Linked DNA regions of Cyprinus carpio: region 2 is linked to region 1. The links are chromatin contacts, called in public Hi-C maps. All regions are on one chromosome and are shown on one strand. The core of a region is the stretch at or near the end of the contact, and the rest is flanking DNA. Distances in the headings are between cores, read along the strand shown.

Region 1 (5,553 bases), core at 866-3,365:
ATACACTGTAACCCATGATAAAAAATATTTAAAGGTATGGTAAAGCTGCTAACATTTAATTAAAACTAAAACTAAAACTGAAAGGGGGGGGGGGGGGGGGGTGTTTGTGGGAGGACTTTAAACCACTGGAAAAATTTTAACCGCATGTGTGCCATGGAGAAATTATACAGGTTCAACCGGTTCTCCATATGTAATCAAATGATAAGCCCAATAAACAGATACCATTAAAGGATGTAATTATTCTACAGCTTGTAGGGTGCAAAACGTATAAACAGCATCACCGCTAAAATTTCACCCATACCTGTTATTAATAACATTCTGATCTGAAACGAATAATAAGCGATAGTTTAACAAATCTATTAAACAGTTAAATTTCAAACAACTGATTATCAGAAACTTTTTTAAACCTACCAATCTCTTCCTAGTGTTATGAAATAAAATACGGAAGAATCACTCGACTGTAAGCTACATCTCGTGTAGTATTTTTTGGTCTTACCACCGCTCGCTCCTTGGTGTCATACAGAAGACAGCACTGAGAGTGGATCTGATGCAAATGCTCTGAGAGGAGTACCGGCGTCTGGAAAGTTTTGAACACGACCCTTTAAACTGATGGACATTTCTTTGTTAAACCTCCAATATCCCAAACACGCTGTTCAGATGTGGCCCCGCCCCTCGACCAAAGACCACCCCCCCAGAACGCATGTGTTAGTTTTAAGATTCATTCAAGGCTTTCATAAGTGACGTAAGGATAATGTGATTACAAAGCAGTAATGGTACGGCTAGCGTACTGATTTTTGCCTGAAAACAAACATGCGCAGACATAAAATAGGCTACCTCTTAAATAATCTGGACCATGATAAACGGAATAAAAATCAATGAAATCAAATCAATAATTTCGGTTATGATGAAGACGCCAGGCAGATCACCTTAACAGAGGATCTGACTGAGATCAAGATATTATAACTAGCCTAACTAAAAATTTACCGGTAGTGTTGAGCACGTGTGTTGCTGCGGATGTTTCCTGTAGACATTAGACCTGCGACTGTCATTGAGTAACGGACGTACACTGCAAATAAAGATTTAGATTTTAAAAAATTATTAGACTAGTACTTCCTAAATCAGTTATTTTTGGCTTCTGAATCCTTTCAAATATGACAAATGAAAAAAAAAAAAAAAAAAAGAGTGCGAGGTGTGCTACCAAACGTTAAACATATTGCCTTGTCGCATAGCAACCCAGTTCGCAGGCAACACAATAACTTATGTGAGCGTGGAATGAATATCATGGGTGAATGAGGACATATAGCGACAGACACGTATTCTTTACCTTTTTATTTTCTAAATGATGCTGGAAGACGCTATAAGGAGGATACACACGCTTCCCCATTCACGCGCCGTTGCGCAGTGTAGAGCCGGGTTTAACAAAGGCTAGCAATACAAAAGACAACATTAGCTGTATATAAGGTATGCCATTGGTCCCTCTAGCTTACCACACTAAAGAGGAAATGGCCTACATACACAACGATAATACATTGTTTCACCCAAGAGGCAGAAGATCATGGTTCTTCTAACTCTGGTAGTTAAGCCTTAAACCTAAATTATCTTGATACACAACATCAATGTGTGTCTATAACCTTGCACAAAAATAGAAAAAAGTTTAATCTTTGTAGTCATTAGTCCTCCACTTATGCAAACAGCTCAGTCATAAAATCTCTAAATAAAATCTTTATGAAAATGGAGCATGGTTATTAGCGTCAAAGGAAACCTTTGAAAGCTGTGAGACCAAATCCCACAAAAAGTCTGGTTTGTCAATAAATCTGCATATTCTGTCTGCATCATTATTTAGATAATTAAGTCATTAGTTCAGTAGTAGCCTTAACGTTTTAATAGTTAAATGACTGTTTGGGAAAATTGGGAGCAATATGGTTAACTTTAAAAACATTTAAATGAATTCTTGCTATAAGCCAAAGTTAGATGAATATGTTTTTAGAGTTTTATCTTGCTCACCAGTACCTCTGAACACTTGCAGCATCTTTGTTAGTGTAGCCCAGTGTGTGCTCAACTATGCGAGGCATTGCATCAGCAGGCGCATCAGAGACAAAGCGTAGGAAAGACTGCCATCTCGTGGTAGAAATCGATACCCTCGGATAAACTTTACCAAATTCCTAATTAAACATTCTTTGTCAAATTAACCAAATTTCAGAAACTTCTCCGGCTCAATTTTTTTTTTATTTTGTTAACATTTAAAACAAACATAAATATTGGTGAAAACAAAAATAATAAATGTATATTAAGTGGGTAATCCACTTAGAGGGGTCAAAAAGACAATTTCCAACTTGGAGTCAGATTACTGGGGAGTAAAATGGCTTCAGAAAGTTTTAAACAATAAATTGTTAAATTGTACACGATTTCAGTGGTCAAAAATCCAAGGATATTAAGATACTTTTAATACTTGAGTTACAGGCTCTCAAGTATTCAGGATTTCTTTCCATTTTTGAACTGTCACCATTGGCATTTAATGCAACAAAGATTGCTAAAGTCAACAGATTTTACTAATAGACCAACCAGTCATTGTATTAAAATATCAATGATTCTGCCATCTTCCTACAGTCATTTTATGCACCTGTAATTTGGCTTCAAATCAAAAAAAATCACCATTTTAACCCCCTGTACAAAATTAATTAAACACTAAATATAGCCTACATCTATTGACTAGTTAGGCTTTCTTCTTAATTTATGATTTTCTTTCACCATTAACCTTTTTTTTTTTTCTTTGGTTGAGTTGACACAGAATGACCCAATGACTATATTACAAACTCTGCTGTACGACATTGCATCCTGCTCTAATTGCCTGAAATGTGTTTTTGACACTGTATTTCAATATGTATTTGAATGTGGAAAGTAATTGTTTTATATTGTACAGTGTACAGTGACAGTGTAGCTGAACAAAGGTGTTTTGATGTAGTGTGACTTCCTGTCAGCAGAGGGAGACTGCACTAAAGCTTTTGTTGTAAATTTGTTTTCTCTTTATTGAATCTCTTACAATTTTACAGTAGCCAGGTAGTATATAAAGGCAGTTTTAAGAAAGGAGGCAAAAAGTCACAAAATTACAATTAAATAAATTATACAAATAAATCAACAAATACAGATTTAATAATAAAAACTTTTATTATCTCTTATTTAATTATGAACAGTTTTTAGGTATTGCTGAACTTCTGGCTTTTGTTGTAGACTATTTGTTTTATCATAAGTTGACACACGTGTCTCTTGTTATTATTTGTAATAAAATTCAAGTCAGTGAAAATAACTTGACAACCTTCCTTCCACTGGTTTGACCAATATGAGATTCTGTGACTAAACTGCCTACCTATTTTTAGACAGCAGAGGGCGATATACTGTAGCTTTTCAAGAATAATAGCAGTAAGATGATGCATAAGGGAAGGAATATTTGTGTTCTGAACTGCTTATGTTATTTTTACAACATTTGTGATGATTATAATTGTTGACAATGATGGTGATGTTACAGAAGTAAATTGCTTGATTTTAGTTTTGGTAACAGTAAGAATAAGTGGTGGCTTAGTTACATTGTAGACAGTAATGGCCAAATCTGAATATATGTAGAAGAGTGTAGACCTTTTGAATTTCTATTATCAACTTACATGAAGCTTTACTTATTTCGCCCAGTGTTAAGTGGTGTAACAATGATTTGTGCTGTATGTTCTTTGCGTATATATAGCCTACTTTTAATACAATTCACGGTGGTAACTCACCATATTTAAATTAAGAAGCATAAAGAAATGAGACAAAAAGCTGAGTATACAAAAAAATAAAATGTTTTTAATTCTGAAAATCCATGAAAAAATACTCCCTGATTTAGGCTAATACAAATGTATAAATGGAGAATAAAAAAAAAAACACATATTTACAAAAGTTTGGGTTCTGCCCCGTTTTTATACATCTGGGAAAGCACTACATAATTTACCTTCTAAATGAACAAGAATTTTCTTCTATTAAATACTGTCATAATTTAAATCAAATGACATTATAATGCTATTCACATATAACTGCTGTCCCAAAATAGGAATTGTCTTAACAATATAAAATCCTTTTGTCGGTTAAAATACATATAGTCTCTCTCTCTCTTTTTTTTTTTTTTTTACATGTGCCTTTTCATGTGCAGAGCCAAATGATCTGAGCGGGAGAAAGCTCTCTCGCACAGGTGGCACTGGAACGGTCTGTGTCCGGTGTGTTTCCTGTAGTGGCGCGTCAGCTCGTCTGACCTGGCGAACTTCCAGCCACAGCCTTCCCAGGTGCAGTGATAGGGCTTCTCACCTGTCAACAGAACGGGAGGAAACGTTTATTATTGTGCACAAACTTTTGTTAAACGGTGTATAGTGAAAAAAAAGGTAAAACAACATGTAGCCTATACAACTCCGCAACGTACCTGTGTGTGTCCGCATGTGCGCTTTCAAATGGGAGCTTTTCGTGTACGTTTTCCCACACCCGGGGAACTCACAGCTGTGCGTGGCTGTCCGCTTTCGTGCCCATGACCGGCGCCCTCGTTTTGGCTTGCTGTCTTCTGGGTTTAAAAATCCCAGGAGGGGTGAGGATGGTGGAGTCAGCATCACACCTGGCATGGCCGTGTGATTTGCCCGCAATGGTTCGCTAAACATGTTATAATGTCCGTGATACTGCTGATGCTGGGCGTACTGAGGTAGAAAAGGCGCGCCATTCATGAACTGCTGTTGTTGTGCAATGTCAATATGATGGTGAGAGTTCATCTCTGTTAGGATACAGTCTTTCCTCGCTAAAATGTCCCGATGCACATCTTGTTGCACGTGATGCCCATAAGCCTGGTGCTGCTGCTGTCCATAATAATGGCTCACGTAGTCGTTTACCATCATGCAGGATTGCTCGTGGTTTTCACTTTTTATTTTGTATCCCATGTTATTAGAATTGGACACATGTGCCTGGTTTCGAGAGTTCAGAGCCCTTAGTTCAGTGTACTCCAGCCTGTCTAAATGTCCTTTCAAACAATATTCATGCGAGTCGCCGTGATAATTCACGTCCGGAGTAAACAACTCGGCTACCAAACTGTGACCGGGACGCGCGTTAAAGGTGTTGCCACAATACGCGTTCGGCGTCGGGTGACATCCATCGCTGTCGTACACGGTGCTGCAACTTTCCGGGGACTCCGGTAGAGAATAGGCGGGCGGCTGCTGCGCTGAGTTGTCGTTGTCAGACGTGACGGAGTTAGACAGAATGAACTCTAGATCCAAAAACTTGGAAAGATCATCCTCGTCTTTGGCCAAAGGTGGAGATTCAACAATGCTGAACTCCACCTCGATGAGGGGTCTCACGTCTCCGACTGTTGCGCTAGTTTTAGTTGGGTCAACTTTCCAGTCCTGAAGGGGGAAAAAAATCGGGTAAGACTTGATGATTAAACCATCAAATGATAAAAAAAAATATATAGGCCTGCTAAACAGACATGCTGTTTCTAAAAATGTAGCACACTTGTACAGTACGTGAATAATGACTGTCAGGAGAGACAACTTA
Region 2 (5,553 bases), core at 1,109-3,608, 36 kb before region 1:
CAGATTTCAGTGACCCTTATTTTTTGTCCTGTTAATTTATTTAAAAATACATTTAAAATGTCTCTACTATGAGGAGAATGGTTTACTTTCTATATTAAAATTAAGTTTTATATTTTTAGAGGGTATAAAGTCAAAATGTCAGGCGGATACAATGTCTTGTCATTAACAGAAACAAATTAATTATTACTTATTATACTACTTATTATGTCTTAAGAAAATTATATATAAACAACTACTCCACTGCTTATTAATATTTGAATTACTACAGTAAGATACATAGATGAATCGACCTACAAAGGTGTGCATTTACCTCCAGTACTCTTCACTAGGACTGGTTCTTTTGGTGCGGTTGACTATCTCAGTCAACCCTGACATGACAGCAGACACATTGGCGAAGGTGGTGTTAGCGCGTGAAGTGCCCAACACTCCAGTGCAGTCAGGAGTGTTCCAGGGGTTGTTACAGTACGTCCAGGGCAGCAGGTTTGTCATGGACATGAAGAAGTAATAAAATGCAATGCAAATAACCACATTGTAGTAAATCCCAATATAGGTCGAGACCACCATCATTCCATAGCCCACACCGAAGGAAAGAGAACAACCAAATTACAATTTGGTTAGCGGATATTTAGTTTTGAAAACCCAGAAACCAACAGACTCATCTGAGAAACCTGTGATGTAACATCAAAAATAACCAACAACAGTGAACACAAAAACGTATATTAGGATTGCATGATATGGTACATAAATCTAGATGAAAATCGGATTATTTTGTAAAATACTGAAATATTGCATTGCAACACAATAAAGCATTAAATCATATTCTGCATTTCCCAATTTCAACAGTATGTGCCAAACATACCAACCAGTAGGTGGTGCCTGTTTTCATGAATTAAACATTATGGCGGCAGTAGAAATACTGAACCCCTCTAAACGAAATAAAACTAAACTATACTATATGAACTGAGCGAGTGACTAAATGAAGTGAATAAATGATTGAAGGAAAAGCTGGCTGTGGAAAAAAATATTTTTTTTCTGTTGATCTTTTGTTTATCCTCATTCATAATATTCACAATAAATAAATTAATTACATCAGAAAAGGTTTGCCACAATGACTAAAAATTTAACTGATATCTATTATTAAAGTAAAAATTTTTAGCCTTGAAGAAATTATGATGGTGGAACTGGTGCATTTAGCATTCACATGGCACATTTCTAAACCAAACTCAGATCACTTCCTGATTTTGTGAGGAGTGTTTAGATATTCCAAGTAGGGCTGTGCGATTAATCGAAATCGTAATAAAATTGTGATTTGCATGAGCATAGAGAGAGTTGTGAGTGAGTGAGTGAGTGAGTGAGTGAGTGAGCGAGTGAGAGGAGACATGTTTTAATTGCGCGCACTCTCTCCGGACGAGAGCTGCGTGTATCTGAGCACGAGTGTCTCGTTTTGTGACAAAACAAAGGAAATCTGCGTGCGAGCGGAGAGATTCGCGCTCGCACATTATTTTAATGTGCTTTCGCGTTACAATAACGCGCTCTCGCTGCTGCTTCTGAACCGCACACACATACTGTATACGCAATGCATTTATGACTGTAAAGCATGTCTGTGTGTGTCAAAATCGTGATTAAAATCAAAATCGCAAAATTGATCAAAAAATCGTGATAGGTTTTTTTTGTCCATATCGCACAGCCCTAATTCCAAGCCACCCTAAGGTGAAGAAAACGCTGTAAGAGTGTATTTAAAAATAATTACTAGTTTAACATGTAAAACAGGTCATGCCATACACTAAAGGGCAAACCAACCCACATAGATTTATCCGTGACTTCAGTTTTCATTGAAATATTTTTTGTTCTCACACCTCCTTTAATGGCCTCATGCTCACCTTTAAACATGGGGCTGACTTTCCAGACTCCCAAGCACCCGAGGGAGGTGAACTGCCCAAAGGAGAGCTCCAAGAAGAACAGAGGGATGCCACAAAACACCAGCATGATGAAGTATGGGAACATAAAGGCACCTGTGATACAAAAACGCCCACAGAGTTACATAACCATTTTATCCTGACACGTTAGTCTTCGAGCTAAAGACAGATACGTAGGTTTTCCTATTCACATAAATAGTAGGAAACAAAAGTAGTTTAAAAATGACACAAAGAATAGCCATGGTCTATTTTTAATTATAGTGTTCCCTAATGCTTATGCAAATAAGCAAGTAACACCTGATGTTAAACAATAGATCTAATTTTGACTGGACAAACTGCATTTCAACTGCATAATGGAATGGAATGTGGATTCATTGCTTTGTGTATTTTAATGACAAGGGCGGAGTATGGCCCTGGGCAATGGGGTTGATGTATCAGGGGCCTCAAACTGAGGGGCCCACAGTAGCCCAACATCAAGTAGCAAGACACTTCATCCTGATACAGATAGGTGAACATTGCTTGAATTATAATATGGATCTATTGAAATGCAATGAATGATCCAAGATGCATACAAATAGTTCAAAAAAAGCTGCTTGTGCCCTGTGGCCTAACAGGACCATAATCCATCCTTGTTTAAAGAGCCTGGAGTTCAGTTACTTATCTGAATTCTGGGCTAATTCAGGGTATAGCTTCCGATTAGAGTCAGCTCTAGCAATATGAGATCATGGGGCAGAGGTTTCCGGGCCAGGTCATTGGGAACCTGCTGCTAGAGACCCTTGCTTACTCTAGCTTGATCTATTTTAAGTGAGGTGTGTTATGAGACTTGATACCAAATGAGTAACCTTTTAAGGGAGCAAAAAATTTGGAAAGGACGCAGTGGTATGACTTACAAAAACAAAAACCTAAATACTATCAATTTTACTTTCGATTACGTCCATAGACTTTGAGACTTACATGAAAAACAATTAACTTATTCTATTTTAGGAATCTAGCAAGAAATTATAAAATGCTTAACCGTGCAGAAAAGGCACAGAAAGAAAGACAAGATAGATGATGGGAAAAGAAGAATAAAGTCAAAAATGGTCACCTCCTCCATTCCTGTAGCAGAGGTAAGGAAACCTCCAGACGTTTCCCAGCCCCACTGCGTAGCCAACACTGGTGAGGACAAACTCAATCTGGTTGCCCCAGTTTCCCCTTCTGGAGTTTTCATCTTTCTTTACTGGCTCTCCTGGAACCGCTCCATTCTGAAACAGACATAGGTATGAATGAAATTAAAATCGCTCTCATGAGTCAAAAGTAAACTAATTTTGTTTACAATAAGCACTCACAAAACAGAATCGAAAATAAAAGGAGTTAAGTAACAGGATAATTGATGCATAATATGCTCATCATTAAGATTCCAGGTTAATATTTATGAATGCATGTGAAAGTATATTTTAGCTGCTGTGACTGATTGTGGTTTTCTTTTTTAAAATCATCTTTTGGACCTCCCCAAGTTTGCTTAAAATGGTCCTGAAAACAGCATTTTTGCATTATATGGTCATCCAAGTCATTCAAAAATGCAAACATAAATTCTTATAAAATGGTTTCAGGTTAACTTTAGCATGACACAAGCCAACTGCACCACCCAAACAAAACTAAAACAATAATGTGAATGCCATGGTGAAGTGATACTGCGCATGCCTCCAACATATGGAGCTCCCAAGGTGATGCAAGTTTAAGTTTGGGTTGTCAATTCAGAACTCATGTCCCACGACTTCCTATAGCTCTCTACTAATAAAAATGTGTTAGAAGAAGACAACTACAAGAGAGCAAGAAGTTAGTCACATGTCAGAAAGTTTGTGTGAATTTTGTGAAAACTCCTAAATTGCATGCCAGCACACATGAGGGCTCAGATAGTGTGCTGGAGCGCACTTGATGTGAACTGAAATCACCGTCATGTGCACAAGACAAACATTTGGTCTTGTCGGCCTGATTTAAAGTTTACTCTCTCCATCTGTTCTCATCAGATGCTCTTCATGTTGACCTCTAAGGCAAGCTCACGATCTGATCTAAGCACGCGCTCTGTCCGCACAGTGAGCACACTGCGGGAGATGAACATTCAGCGACTATGCTTACGGTCTTCCCTGCAGCTCTGGGATGAATCCAGGCTGCACTTGATGATTCTAGTGAGCAATTTTGCTTTACAAATGCTTAGTTGACAACTAACTATGTGTTTCACCATTTTCATCAAGTATAATTGTCACTTAATTAATTCTGACAATTGTAACAACTTTCATCAAGTGTAATTGTCACTTAATTAATGTGAGTTAATAACTGTGTATGTAATAATTAAAAAGAATTAGAAACTCTTTAGTTGAAGTACCACTGCTGTGATATGCTGACTGCCTAAATATAAAAAGATTATGAGCTGGCTGTATAACTGTGTTGTAATATTTTGAATGGTAGCAAGAGGTCAGCTGTAATAGTACTCCTGCGTTTTTTTATTTAAGGTATATTAAGGTTTGCTTCAGGTTACACAAGGCACTAAACACACACACACACACCTATTTAGACTCAATGCAGCATCTGAGTCTGAGCTCCCTGGGACATTGCTTCACACAGGATCACACAGACACACGTGCATCAGCAAAATGAACAATAATCCAAAGTTTGCCTTCTAGCCCAAATGAAATATTCATTTTGTTAAGCATTAAACAATGCAACATTTCTTGAACACGAACACAAAAACCCTAGTGAGAACAGACAACTACCACTTATTCTTGAACCTGCAAATCGTCTAACTGTACAAGTCCACTGAAGCAGAGTGAGTGAAGCTGAGGAGGCATTTTCAATTCATTCTCTACAGGAGCTGAGTAACAGACTTGAGCAGGGGATTGTGGGAGTTGAGAGATGAGAGTGTCAAAACAATGAGAAACACTCAACTTAATGCAAATTGGTGGTGCGGCAACCAAACACTGTAAGGTTAAGGCAGTGACATCTGTCATAATTGAAAAAATATCCTGTAATTTCTGATGGATTATTGCAAATAAATGCACCCATCACTGCAAATTAATCAGGTTTTTGACCATGTGATGTAAGCAAATACTGCCATGCCACTACATATTTAAAGAGAGTACTGAAGGGATTTCTTCGGCATCAGTAGACAAACACATTGTTTAAGGCTGTTTTTAGACCTAAGACTGGGTAAAGTTCAGCAGCTGGGCACCTGTACACCAAAACAGGTGGGATCCTTGAGGTCAGAACACCTGGAAGATGGACCGACTTTTAATCTACAGCTACAGCAACATCAACATAAGCAGCAGCATAGCAGATCTATTCTGCCAAGACAAAATACATTAACATATCATATCCATTACCATGCTAAAATCTTCAGAGAGTTGTCATGACAGAAATATGCTTTAATGAAATGCTAGTCAATTCTTCTCTACATCTATCCACCAATAGTATTATAGTTCAACATAAATTATACAAGGGACTGCAGCTCTATAAATGAGACAGTTGATATTTTCCAAAACATGTCCCTTCTGCACTCACACACGAGGTTATTTTGGGTTTACCTTCCGGTAAATCAATGAATTGTTTAGTTAAGTCTTTATCCGCTGCACTCTGTGATCCCTGTCCCTGTGCTCTGGAA

The links. Hi-C and Micro-C count contacts between places; a contact is called where the count stands out from the background.
Region 2: a contact with region 1 is called in a Hi-C map of red blood cells, with 7 times the contacts expected there. The contact joins the enhancer-like site here to the promoter of LOC109113235 in region 1. A contact is called at or near these places in 6 of 8 Hi-C or Micro-C datasets (liver, red blood cells and skeletal muscle).

What each region holds. Positions count from the first base shown.
Region 1 is chrB2:18,847,244-18,852,796 of ASM1834038v1, reverse strand. It overlaps LOC109113235 (sodium- and chloride-dependent glycine transporter 1), which reads right to left and starts at 2,115. Exons shown (of 14, transcript XM_042718525.1): 1 at 2,011-2,115. LOC109113233 reads right to left here. Exons shown (of 6, transcript XM_042718528.1): 5 at 4,442-5,402; 6 at 3,815-4,329. The coding sequence ends at 4,154.
Region 2 is chrB2:18,883,861-18,889,413 of ASM1834038v1, reverse strand. It overlaps LOC109113235 (sodium- and chloride-dependent glycine transporter 1), which reads right to left. Exons shown (of 14, transcript XM_042718525.1): 3 at 3,004-3,160; 4 at 1,882-2,012; 5 at 311-582. Among protein-coding and RNA genes, the nearest start is that of ccdc24, 26 kb to the left of the region's middle. Within about 2 kb of position 2,358, at least 1 of the 8 cell types and tissues checked has an H3K27ac peak or open chromatin away from gene starts, as enhancers often do.